Regions from separate parts of the Sus scrofa genome. Here all the other regions are linked to region 4. Evidence: chromatin contacts called from public HiChIP or PLAC-seq data. All regions are on one chromosome and are shown on one strand. The core of a region is the stretch at or near the end of the contact, and the rest is flanking DNA. Distances in the headings are between cores, read along the strand shown. Region 1 overlaps NMNAT2 (nicotinamide/nicotinic acid mononucleotide adenylyltransferase 2). Region 2 overlaps NMNAT2 (nicotinamide/nicotinic acid mononucleotide adenylyltransferase 2). Region 3 holds the start of SHCBP1L (testicular spindle-associated protein SHCBP1L). Region 4 overlaps LAMC1 (laminin subunit gamma 1).

What was found. HiChIP or PLAC-seq counts read pairs in DNA pulled down with a chosen protein or histone mark.
Region 1: an H3K27ac HiChIP or PLAC-seq map of skeletal muscle shows a contact between it and region 4. The contact joins two enhancer-like sites. A contact is called at or near these places in 3 of 47 Hi-C or Micro-C datasets (embryonic fibroblasts and skeletal muscle) and 1 of 2 datasets of contacts at active chromatin or transcription factors (skeletal muscle).
Region 2: a contact with region 4 is called in an H3K27ac HiChIP or PLAC-seq map of skeletal muscle. The contact joins two enhancer-like sites. A contact is called at or near these places in 2 of 47 Hi-C or Micro-C datasets (embryonic fibroblasts and skeletal muscle) and 1 of 2 datasets of contacts at active chromatin or transcription factors (skeletal muscle).
Region 3: a contact with region 4 is called in an H3K27ac HiChIP or PLAC-seq map of skeletal muscle. The contact joins the promoter of SHCBP1L here to the enhancer-like site in region 4. A contact is called at or near these places in 6 of 47 Hi-C or Micro-C datasets (embryonic fibroblasts, epiblast stem cells, fetal skeletal muscle and 3 more) and 1 of 2 datasets of contacts at active chromatin or transcription factors (skeletal muscle).

Annotation. Positions count from the first base shown.
Region 1 is chr9:124,513,071-124,515,770 of Sscrofa11.1, reverse strand. All of the region lies in intron 11 of NMNAT2 (nicotinamide/nicotinic acid mononucleotide adenylyltransferase 2), which reads left to right. Among named protein-coding and RNA genes, the nearest start is that of LAMC2, 87 kb to the right of the region's middle. Within about 2 kb of position 1,275, at least 20 of the 83 cell types and tissues checked have an H3K27ac peak or open chromatin away from gene starts, as enhancers often do. A contact at or near this core is called in skeletal muscle, where this site is marked.
Region 2 is chr9:124,561,606-124,564,305 of Sscrofa11.1, reverse strand. The region is part of intron 4 of NMNAT2 (nicotinamide/nicotinic acid mononucleotide adenylyltransferase 2); the gene reads left to right. Among named protein-coding and RNA genes, the nearest start is that of SMG7, 130 kb to the left of the region's middle. Within about 2 kb of position 1,370, at least 34 of the 83 cell types and tissues checked have an H3K27ac peak or open chromatin away from gene starts, as enhancers often do. A contact at or near this core is called in skeletal muscle, where this site is marked.
Region 3 is chr9:124,220,395-124,223,104 of Sscrofa11.1, reverse strand. It overlaps SHCBP1L (testicular spindle-associated protein SHCBP1L), which reads left to right and starts at 1,255. Exons shown (of 10, transcript XM_021063784.1): 1 at 1,255-1,989. The coding sequence starts at 1,585.
Region 4 is chr9:124,382,983-124,385,723 of Sscrofa11.1, reverse strand. It overlaps LAMC1 (laminin subunit gamma 1), which reads right to left. Exons shown (of 29, transcript NM_001271715.1): 15 at 2,713-2,741; 16 at 2,084-2,237; 17 at 1,330-1,472; 18 at 187-365. Among named protein-coding and RNA genes, the nearest start is that of LAMC2, 43 kb to the left of the region's middle. Within about 2 kb of position 1,268, at least 11 of the 83 cell types and tissues checked have an H3K27ac peak or open chromatin away from gene starts, as enhancers often do. A contact at or near this core is called in fetal skeletal muscle and skeletal muscle, where this site is marked.

The DNA.
Region 1 (2,700 bases), core at 26-2,525, 130 kb before region 4:
AGCAAGGGGGGGTCTGGATGAAAGAGACCCTCGGGCTCACTCCAGAGGATTTTCTAGACCCTTGAGCTCTACCTCCCCACCCCCCACCCAGCCAGTCTCTCAGTTCCCTGATTCAACCCACCACAAACCCGTGGGGTCCTTAGACATCGGAGGTGGAGGCAAAAAAATCAAGGAGCTGCTTCCTTACGTAACAGGTGTGAATCGCAGGCCGCAGCAGAGGTGTGCCAGAAATAACACGTTTAATTTATTTCAATCAAATGAAAACTCAGCTCCAACTCACTGTCCCATAGGGATCACGGGTTACTCACAAACAAAACCTGAGGCTCTTGTGGCTCTGAACAGGAACATCAGGGCCTTTGTGGTCCTCAGAGGTGGGTGGCACTTGATCCAGGCCCACCTGGGTCTGTGACTCCTGGCTGATCCGGAAGCCCTCCGGGCACCCCACCCGCTGTGATCCTGGCCCCGTTTTCTTCTGAGGCTTTGCCCTCAGGGTGCTGTCTGGGAGGGAGGGGGTGCAAGCTGAACCTCTTCGTTTTATTCTGAAATAAAATACTCTATTCCCTATTTTCTCTCCCCTCCTCGGGACATCTAGGGAACGCTCTTCAGTGTTTGATGCCTTTGACCTCAAAACATTCTGTTTTCTGCCCTGCAAATTCCTCTCATAAAGGGTCTGCTTGTCTGCCAGAACTAGGTGAGGATTGGGCAAAGATGGGTGTGAGGAGCAGGAAACTAGCTAGTAACTCAGTGATTTATCCCACTGTCCTTACTGGGGGATGGGTTGGTGCTCAGGGTTTGGATGAGGAAGGTCTTTCTTTCCAACTGGTACAGGGTAAGCCCTGATGACTTCATAGAAAGTTCTGCCCTCTGGAGTTTGCCTGGAAGTGGCTCGTTTTGGGGATCTCAGTTCCTAATCTTGAGATTACCAGAGATGAGGTTTGTGAGACCTGCTTCTGTTCCAGGTTTCATTCATCCATTCAACTCTTTATCAGAAACAAACATTTCTTTGTTTTACCTGATGTCCCAGGTGATATGTGCTGAGCCTGAAGCCCTGAATCCGCCAGCCATGGGACAGGAGGGTGGGGGAAGAGTCAAGTTTCTGAAGATGCCCCAGGCCCTTGCTGCACACCCCTGTCTCCCCTGGCCTCTCTAGAGTCCTCAGAAACAAAGCAGGAGAGAAGCCACAGTGTAAACAGGTCTGGGGAGAAATAGGAGGCTCTCCACCCAGGCTGGGAAGCAGCTGGGACAGTCTGTTCTACAACACGGCAGCCAAGGCCTGTTTCAGCACAGTCACAAACTCCCCACTGCGTCAGCCTTGCTCTTGCTTTTGCCCTGGACGCCGGAACCTAGGCTCTTCATCCAGAAATCGAATTACGCAACTAGAGGAACCGCCCAAACACATCCCTTGGGCATTTCCTAATAGACGCAAAGATCCTTTAGCCCATAGTGAGGTCTGACCTTCTCTGGCCAATGACATATCCCTTCCCCGTACATGCCACCAGGAGAAAATTCCATACGTGTTCATCACATTTCTCTCCAAGGAATACAAAAGAGCTGCTTGTATGGCCTGGCAGTTGGCATTTTCATTCTTGATTCCTGAGAGAAAGAAAAGATCCAGGTTCTTGGACCAGCCTTTGGAGATCAGGACTCAGTCCCTCTAGCCCAACCCATCCCAGACTTTTATTAGAACTAGTCTTCCCCCAGGAGACCTGCTCTTTGCTGTGCTGCGTCCTGACAGCGCAGGTATCCAGTCATAGACCAGGACCTGTGGGAAATCAAGGCCGGAGCCTAAGGGGTCATCCATCCAAGGACAGGTCTGTGAAGCAGGAAATGCCTATGCTCACTCTCTCCCCCAAGCAAAACCCATCATCTAAGATCTTACACTGCCAGCTACTTGTCTGTTGTGTTATGATGGAAGGCAGCCTGGCAAATTCATTCTGCTTCAAGCATCCTTTCCTTCAATCAATCTTTGAGCTAATACTGAGTGCCCAAATCCTTGAGGCACTTGCAATCTAAAAGTATTTTACTTTTAGAGTTCCCTGGTAGCCTAGTGGTTAAGGATCCAGCATTTGTCACAGCTGTGACGTTGGGTTTGATCCCTGGCTTGGGAACTTCTGCATGCTGTGGGCATACTACCCCCTGCCCCAAATCTCACTCTTCATTCTATTAGTTCTATATAGTCCATAAATAAAACACATGCAAGTTTAGAAGACTTCTTGAACCTAGTAAACACTCGATAAATATTGGCTGTTATTTATTCATTGATTTTAAAATATTTATTAAAGGATTCTCCTTGTGACACAGCGGGTTAAGGATCTGGCATTGCCACTGCAGCGCTCAGGTCACTGCCATGGCATGGGTTCCATCCCTGGCCCAGGAATTTCCACATGCCTCAGGTGCGGCCCCCCCAAAATATTTATTGAGTACTTGCCTTGTGCCCGTCCTGTTCTAGGGATGGAGGAACAAAGAAAACAAAATAGACAAAGTTCCCGACCATTGCGCCCTTTGCTTTCTAGTCGGGGAGACAGACAATAATAACACTTTGCTTGTTTCCCGTGGATTATCTTGGTTAGCCCCCAGCATACTCATACAGTTATGGAAGCCATGGCGCACATGGATTGTGACTTGTCTAAGACTCTACTTAACTATTGAACAGCCGGGCAGGATTGGCTCACGTTCAGATTCCTAATCCAGACAAGTCAG
Region 2 (2,700 bases), core at 121-2,620, 180 kb before region 4:
CTGGGATCTGTCTGGCTCCTTTCTGTTTCTTTATCTGTACTCAAATGAAGAGGTTAGAACCGATAGCTTCTGATTGAATTCTGCGGATGCTGGTGTGACCCACACAAAGCCTGCTGCCTCGTGACCCAATCCTGGTGATGTCCTCAGAAAAACAACTGTCAGATAGACAAAACACAATTCACAGGGAAACCTCAGTCTCTGCTAAAATCTCTCAAAGAACCCCAAGAGTGTATTCTGCTCAGAATAGAGCAACACTTAGAGAAAAATCTGTCTCACCATGTACATTTCAAATACAACTACCTCTCAAGTACCATCACCTTCTTCATACTCCTGAAAACTCTCCCTAAACCCAGACTGTCTTTCTTTTCCTCTCCCTCTCAGAATCTATGTATTTCTCTCCCATCCGTAACTCAGAGAGTTACTTTCCAGAGGAGATCAGTCTACTCAGTCTGGTTTGTCTCAATTTCCTCCTTTCCCTTTACTCCAGTTCGGCAGAGAGGACAGGGCTCTCCCAGGAGTCCCGTCTAGAGGCCGAAGAGAAGGGGAGAAGCTGTTAATAGAGATAGTAAATGATTTTCCTCTCACACTGCTACGTCCAGGAAAATGGGAATGAGAAGATAAGAGCTCCTTCACATCACAGATGCTAAAAGACAGAGCAGACTGTGGAAAACGCCCTTCTGAGGTCTCTTTAGGGCACTCCATCCTCAGCCCCACAGCTGAGAGGTTCTCCGGTTGCTGCCTCTGGTTAAATGGGCCTTTCTACCAAGGGCTTCCCTGGGCACTCATGGAGCAGTGGGAGGAAGGAAGGAAGGAAGGAAGGAAGGAAGGAAGAAGGGGAAAAAGGGAAGGAAGGATGGCCCTGTCACCATACCAGGTGGAAGCAGGAGGCAGCCCAGACCTTGCGGCACGGTGGCACTGCTGAGAGGGAAGGATTGCCCTGAGATGTTCTGGAAGAGTTTCCCATCCTCCTCTTGGTTCTCCTTCTCTTCTAAGAGAGCTGGCTCAACTTCAAGGAAATCAGGGTGGTCCCTGGATTTGCTCAACACCTGCATCTATCGTCTCATTTAAACTTTGGAAGCACTTGGGCGTGTAGGCATTGCAGTGCGATGATCTGTGGGTAAGCCTTTCTCCCTGCTCTGACGCATAAACTACTCCAGGGCAGGACCTTGATTTTGTAGATGCTCGTATTCCTGGCACTCAGCATGGGGCACTGGCCCATAGAAGTTGCTCAGTGTTGGTGGAATGAAAGTAAACAAGGCAGATTTTTTTTTTTTAGGTGATTTTAGGCTAAAATCCAGAGCCACCAACCAGTGGAGTCAGGGCTGAGCTATTTCACCTTGACGTCCGCCACAGCGTGGTTTCCATTGCAGCACGCCAGGTCGTACCATGTAGGGGTGTGCACACACCTGGATCCCCAGTCACGGGCTTCTGAGTCCAGACTTGGTGTGAGTTCTGACTCCGCCACTTATGAGCAAATCCGTAACTGCTTATCTGTAAATGGTGCTTAGTGAGACCAGCCCCAGAAGAGCTGATGTGATGATTAAATCAGTAATAACAGCCAAAAGGTGATTTTCAAAATCCTTAGCAGGCTCACAATTCTTGGCACTGCCTTCCTTCCTGCCCCTGGCACCCAGACCCCAGGCCACACCGCTCCGTGTCTGGGTCACAGCGCCCTCTGCTCCTGCATGTGACTTTAGGAAGTCCAGCCAGGGTGAAAGCAGAGGTCCGCTGTGTCTACGAGGTCTCAGCAGATGGAGCCCGTGGCCTCTGGCTCACCCAAGGCAGGAAGGACTTAGGACTTTTCCCAGGGAGGGGAGGGCTGGGCAGTGTTCTACTGCCCTCCCCACCCCGCCCCTCCCTTCCCTGTTCACGAGGCCCCGCCACCGCCACCCCCAGAAACTCCTCCTCTGCCACCCGCCACCCTTGAGGGGGATTTCCTTTCTCAGGGAGGGCAAGCTGATCTTGCTCTGGTTTTGGAATTCCACCACCGGCCAGGAATAAATCTTCCAGAGCTGACCTGGCTTCTAAACACAGAGCTCAATTGCTCCTTTCCTGTGGCTCATCAACGTCTGCATCCTCCTCCTCGTGTCAAGTAAGAAGTCGCTCCGGTGGCCGCCCCGACTCTTCCTCTGGCCTGGGCTCTGCGCTAACAGCCTGGGCCAGTGTCTGCGCACGGGCAGGAGAGCTTCCGGATGGAGGCCCAGAAGGCCCAACAAAGCCAAACCATGGAGCAGCTCTCTCCCGATCCAGGGTTGTGGTCCTGGGGTCTGCTGGGGAGGTGAGGCAGAGGCAGGGTTAGCCCGGGCCTCGTGCCCAGGATCAGAGGCTCCGTTTCCCACTCTGTCTGTGGAACTCAGAGCTCCCATAGCACTATGAGCTTACCTCTGTCATTGAAACAGTGGTCACATAGCAATTCTAAAGCCTGGAGCCCAGCGCCAGGCACGGCTGCTGCACTCACAAATCTGGCCTAGTATTATCATTCTTACAACGCTGTGCTGTGTATGTCTGTTTATGTATTTCTCTCCCACACTGGGTGCTCTGTATCTCTTGTGCTTAGCACAATATCCAGCTCACAGTTGATACTACTTTTAAAAAAATATTTTGGACAGTAGCCAAAATTCTTTGAATAGCTCCTGGCATTAACCCTGGTAGAGGCCTGTCCCTTGACCAGTGACAAAATTCCTGGGGTTAATGGACTTG
Region 3 (2,710 bases), core at 6-2,505, 160 kb after region 4:
GTGGTCTCTATTATTCTGAACCTTGGAATTTAAAAAAAATACAAAATTTATTAAAACCAACGTTCTGAAGAATGCTGGTGTAAACTATCCACTTGTGGTAAATGAAATCTATAATTAGAGAATCATTAAAAAAAAATCCAGGACTTCTGACAAAAGGAATAAACTTAGAGGAAGTTTAGAGGAAGGAATAAACTTAGAGGAATCAACTTTAAGGAATAAACTTGGAGGCTCAGCGGGTTATGAACCTGACTAGTATCCATGAGGATGCAGTTTCCATCCCTGGCCCAGCTTAGTCAACACTGCCATGAGCCCTGGTGTAGGTGGCGAGAGATGGCTGGGATCTGGCATTGCTGTCGAGTGTCGGCCAGCAGCTGTAGCTCCAATTTCACCCCTAGCCTGGAAGCTTCCATAGCTGCAGCTACGGCCCTAAAAAGAAAAAAAAAAAAAAAGAAAGTAATAAACTTAAGAGTCAAACATGATGAATGTTGTAATTATTCCCTGAGCTAGAGTAACACGATATTAATCCTAATATTTTCCTCAAAATAAACTCCAAATTTAACACAATGTCCTTCCAGATGAGGGTGAAGGCAGGCAGGTGTTTTCCCAATGCTGTTTCTCTCCGTGGGAGCTGTCAGCCCCAGTGCAGTACTTCACAGCTGGACTATAAACAAAAGTTATTCCAATTGGCTCCGCTTAGGTTCAATAGCAAAAAAAAAAAAAAAAAAAAAAAAAACAGAAACGAGTGGTCCCTGCCGTCCAAATTGTATTCCGTGGAGTAGACTTTTACTGTGAAAGTGTTCACAGTTCGCGCACATTACTCTCAGCTGGACACGAGCGCCCAGCTTCACAGTTACATAATATAGTCTCTCACGTGAGAATTTTCAGCAGCACAAAGGGACATGAAAATAGACTACCTTACCCTTCTTGGCAGAAACTGTCTTGCTTAAAATGTCAAAGAAATTTTATTTTGGGAACCCTGTGCAGATGCTGCGGGAAACCGAGGTCTCCGGACTCCCCACGAAGTTCCTCTAGTAATCACCAGAAAGTTCCAGTTATCATCGCCACCCAGTTTACCAATAAATTTTCTTTCAGGCTGTGTCTGTGCGGCCATGGGTGTGCTGGAGGGTTGGGTGCTGCCTCCGCTTGTTCGGACCTGAGGACCCGGAGGGCGACTCAGGGTCACCCTGAAAACGCCTGAGGAGCCCATGGCAACCCTCCCCGAGGAGGCAATTCTGTTTCTGGAGAGTTCTGAGGCGAGCGGGGTGAGGTCAGAGCCAGCAGCCGGGGGGCGGACTCCCAGAGCAGTGGCGCCCCTCCCCCGCCTCAGGCCACGCGGTCCAACTCTTCCAGAACCTTCCTTCCGCCCCGCCCCGTCGCGCCCGCCCCGCAGCAGCCCTACTCACCTCAACCTCCAGAACCCCTTCGGACACGGGCCGCGCCGAGCGCCCCACGCCGCAGCGGGATCCCCGCGAGCCGCCGCCGCGCACGTTGCGGGCCCTGAGGCCTCTGCTCGCCCATTGGCCCGCGCCGTCCGGGCGGGAGAAGTGGCCAACGGCCGCCGCTGGCCGTCAGGGTGCTGCGGCCATGGCGTCGGGACCCAGGCCCGCGGTGCCTGAAGACTCGGTCCGAACCGTCAGCCCCGGCCGGCGAGGCGAGAAGACTGTCTCCGCGCCCACTGGGGAGTTGGAGGCGGCAGGGACCCTGAAGAGCGTCGTGTCCCCGGTGCGGTCGGTGGTGGCCTCCCCTCGTCGCGTGAAGGGGAAAGCGGGCCGGGAGGCGGCCCGGCGGCGACTCCAGCTCCTGTCGGTCTCTCAGGCCGAGGGCCCGGGGGAGGGGCCCGACGAGAAGGAGGAGCCCCTTCTGTCGGTGCTGGAGGAGGATGACGAAGAGGCGCAGCCGCTGCCCCCAGTCTGCGTGTCCCCTACGAGGGGGATGTGGCGGGACGAGAAGGTGGCGCTGTATTGCGACGGGATCCTGCAGGACTGCAAGGTGAGAAGGAGACGGAGAAGGGCGGGAATCCAGCCTAGACGGACTCGGGGCTTCCTTTTGTGGTGATGGGGTACCGAGGGCACAAAGAAAGCCTACATTTCAGAGCTCCCGCTGTGGCGCGACAGGATGGGCAGCCTCTTGGGAGCGCTGGGACGCGGGTTGCGTCCCCTGTCCCGCACAGCGGGCACAGCATCCTGCATTGCCGCGGTTGCGGCTTGGATCTCATCCTTGACCCTGGAGCTCCAATATGCCGCAGAGTGGCAAAAAAAAAAAGAAAAAAAAAAAAGAAAGAAAGAAAGAAAAGCTTGCATTTCAACAAAATACATGTGCTAAACATTTATAGGGATTTCACTTTGTTAGAGGTATCCAGACCCTGTTAAAAGAGTTACAATTAGATTTTCCTTCAAACAGACGATATATCAGTTAAGGGGACAGTTTTGATAGAATAATTCTCTGGTTTTCCGATGGTTGAAGATAGATAGACCTTATTAGTGCCCAGGTAGGCATCTTGTTTTCATATAACAATCAGTGCCCAGGGAGTTCCTGCTGTGGCTCAGCGGTAAGGAACTTTTCTAGTATCCATGAAGATGCAGGTTCTATCCCTGGCCTAGCTCAGTGGGTTAAGGCACCAGCGTTGCAGTGGCTGTGGCATAAGCCAACAGCTCTAGCTCCAATTCAGCCCCTAGCCTGGGAACTTCCATATGCCGCAAGTGTAGCCCTA
Region 4 (2,741 bases), core at 19-2,518:
GCATTCTTTCCTGCCCCCATCTCAGTGAGTATTTCTTTAATTTTTATTATTTGCCTTCCAACTGGAACTCGAGTGTCTTTGAGAAGAGGGACTGTGTCTGTCTTGTTCCCCACTTTTTTCCCCTCTCAGGAAGTGCCCCTTCAACACCTGCTGAGTGAACGAACGCATGCACTGCTGACAGCTGACCTTATCCTTCACCAGCCGGTAACACGCGGGACATTCCTGGCAGCCAGGCCAAGACCGATTGTAGAAATAGTTCTCTTCGCACTGGTCACAGCGGTTCCCCACAAAGCCTTCTCTGCATTCACAGCGACCATCGTCTTTGCACTGGAGGGAAAGAGCCCCCTCGGGATGACAGTCACAGGCTGCAGAATAAAGGGAAAAGGGTACAGGATAAGAAAAAGAAGGAAACGTGCATTTTCTTTTAACTCAGACTGACATCGATAAGCCGACTGGACTACTGTTCTAAGTAGACACTTTGAGAAAAACAGGCTGATTTAGGAGAATTTAAATGGTTAAGTCTGCTTAGTAGAGAAGACAGACACTTTAAAACCCAAAGTAAATTTTAAAGTAAAATGAGCATCCTTTGGCGGAGGCACAGTTCAGGTGATTAAATAATTACAGAAATTAGTTTTGCGCACTTCGAGAATTCATCTCTCCCTGCATCTCTCCACTGCTTAATTTTTCTCTTACTAAGGAACGAGAAAGCCCACATGCCCATGCCGATTTTGGATTATTTTATAGTTTGTTTACTCACTTTGTTCTCTGAACAGAGCCAGTGACATGTTACATTCCACAGGAGAGATGAAGGAATTCAGAAAGCAAAACCCCAAACTGCTCCACGGCCTAATTCCAGGCGAGTGTTTATGCCAAGGAGCAGCAGATGTGGCCGTGTCACTGCACCAAAAGGGCCCCAAGGGCGGGAAGCAACTGCAGCGAGTAAGTCAACAAACTCATAGGAGCAGAATCCCTCGTTTCATTATCCGCACTAAGCATGTGATCAATTAAAACCTTTCATTAAGCCCGGGGGAAAGCTCGGTAATCAAAGGGCAATTATTCAGAAAAACGAAAGGCTAGAAAAAAGAAGACTCAGAAATACTATAAAAGAAGATGCAAATAGTGCGGCTGAGAAGAAACGAGTGAGGTTTCCAGCGCTCTGAGTTTTAGAAATGGTTAATATTCCTTGAGTAAAGCCTCTGGGATGCTCTGGGTACAGCTCTGACTGTGGGCTGTGTGGCCGGAGGGGAGGTGTCAGAGCGCTTTCAGGACTTAACACTTCTAACTGGAACTAGAGGGAACAGAGAGTTCTAAGCCACCAGCGCCCCTTACGTTTGCAGCCTTCAGGTCCAAACCCAAAGTGGTTGACCTCGCAGCGCTCACAGTGCTGGCCAGTGATGCCAGGCTGGCACTCACACTGGCCAGTGTGGACGTCACACTGTCCATTGGTGGAACCCAAGGCATGGCACTCACACCTGAAAATGAAACCCATGACATTTCTCAGGTAAGAAAGATGGAATTTAAGCAAACCTGTCTTTTTTTCTTTTGGCACAGGACTGATGTAGTTTGCATGAGAAAACAGAATGTTACGGGCTATTAAGACAAATGTTAAAGGTTACGAAGCCCCTCGGGTTCAAATCATTTTCATGAGTTCTATTCAGAAGCTCATTTTCTAACCCAACCCTCACAAAGACGGTTATCCCACTGCAGAAACCACTACCTGCCGCTCTCCGATCTGGCACCACACGGGCACTGAACAGAAGCTCTGCAGAGAGGAATTCCCACACCACTGCAACCCTAGACGGTCTGATTCTAAGCATTTCAGAAAGGACTGTGTAATTTGTATTTTTAAAAAAACGTTGCTTGTGTGACTCTGACACAGCTGGGGCCACTGCATTCCACTCTTTTCTCCCATTACTTCATTACAGCCCTCCAGCACTGCCTCCAAAGGGCGCCTTGCCCGTGACAGGCACGCAAATAATTCCTGAACAAAAGCCAAGACGACCATGAAATTTAACTTCTAAAAATTCATCTCTGACAATAAAGCAGCAAAGACTCCTGGTACCCGAGGCACCCGCCGTCTTACCTCTTGCAGCCCTGCCCGCTCTGCAGGTTGTAGAATCCAGGGTCACAAGCTCCGCAGTCCCGGCCGGTCACGTGAGGCAGACACTCGCACTGCCCGGTCACAGGGTTGCAGCTGCTCTGTTGCTTTACGGTCCCATAGGGGTTACAGTCACAGGCTATGACAGGAAGACGGGGACAGCAAAAGAGGCAAATCACCTACTCAGGTAAAAGCAATACAAATAGGTTCTTTAGACTTGCACATCCCAACACAGTAGCCACTGGTCACCTGTAGCGGCTACTGAGCACTTGAAATGCGGCTGGTCTGCATGCAGATGTGCTGAAAATGTGAAACACACACTAGATTTTGAAGATGTGGCGTGGAAAAAAAAATCATACATCTCAACAATTTCTTATTGATTACTTGTCGAGATGATAATACGTTACACATATGAGGTTAAGTAAAATCAATTTCACCTATTTATTTTACAGTGTCTACTAGAAAAATTTAAATTACATAAGTGGTTCACACTATAATTCTATTGAACAGTACTGTGGTAGACCAAGTAGCTGTAAATATTTAAAGAGGTTATGCAATGCATTCTCCGAATGAATGAGTTTAGCTGTGACAGAATTTGGCCAATGGCTGATCACCTTTGCATTTGTCTGCGGGATTGGGAGCC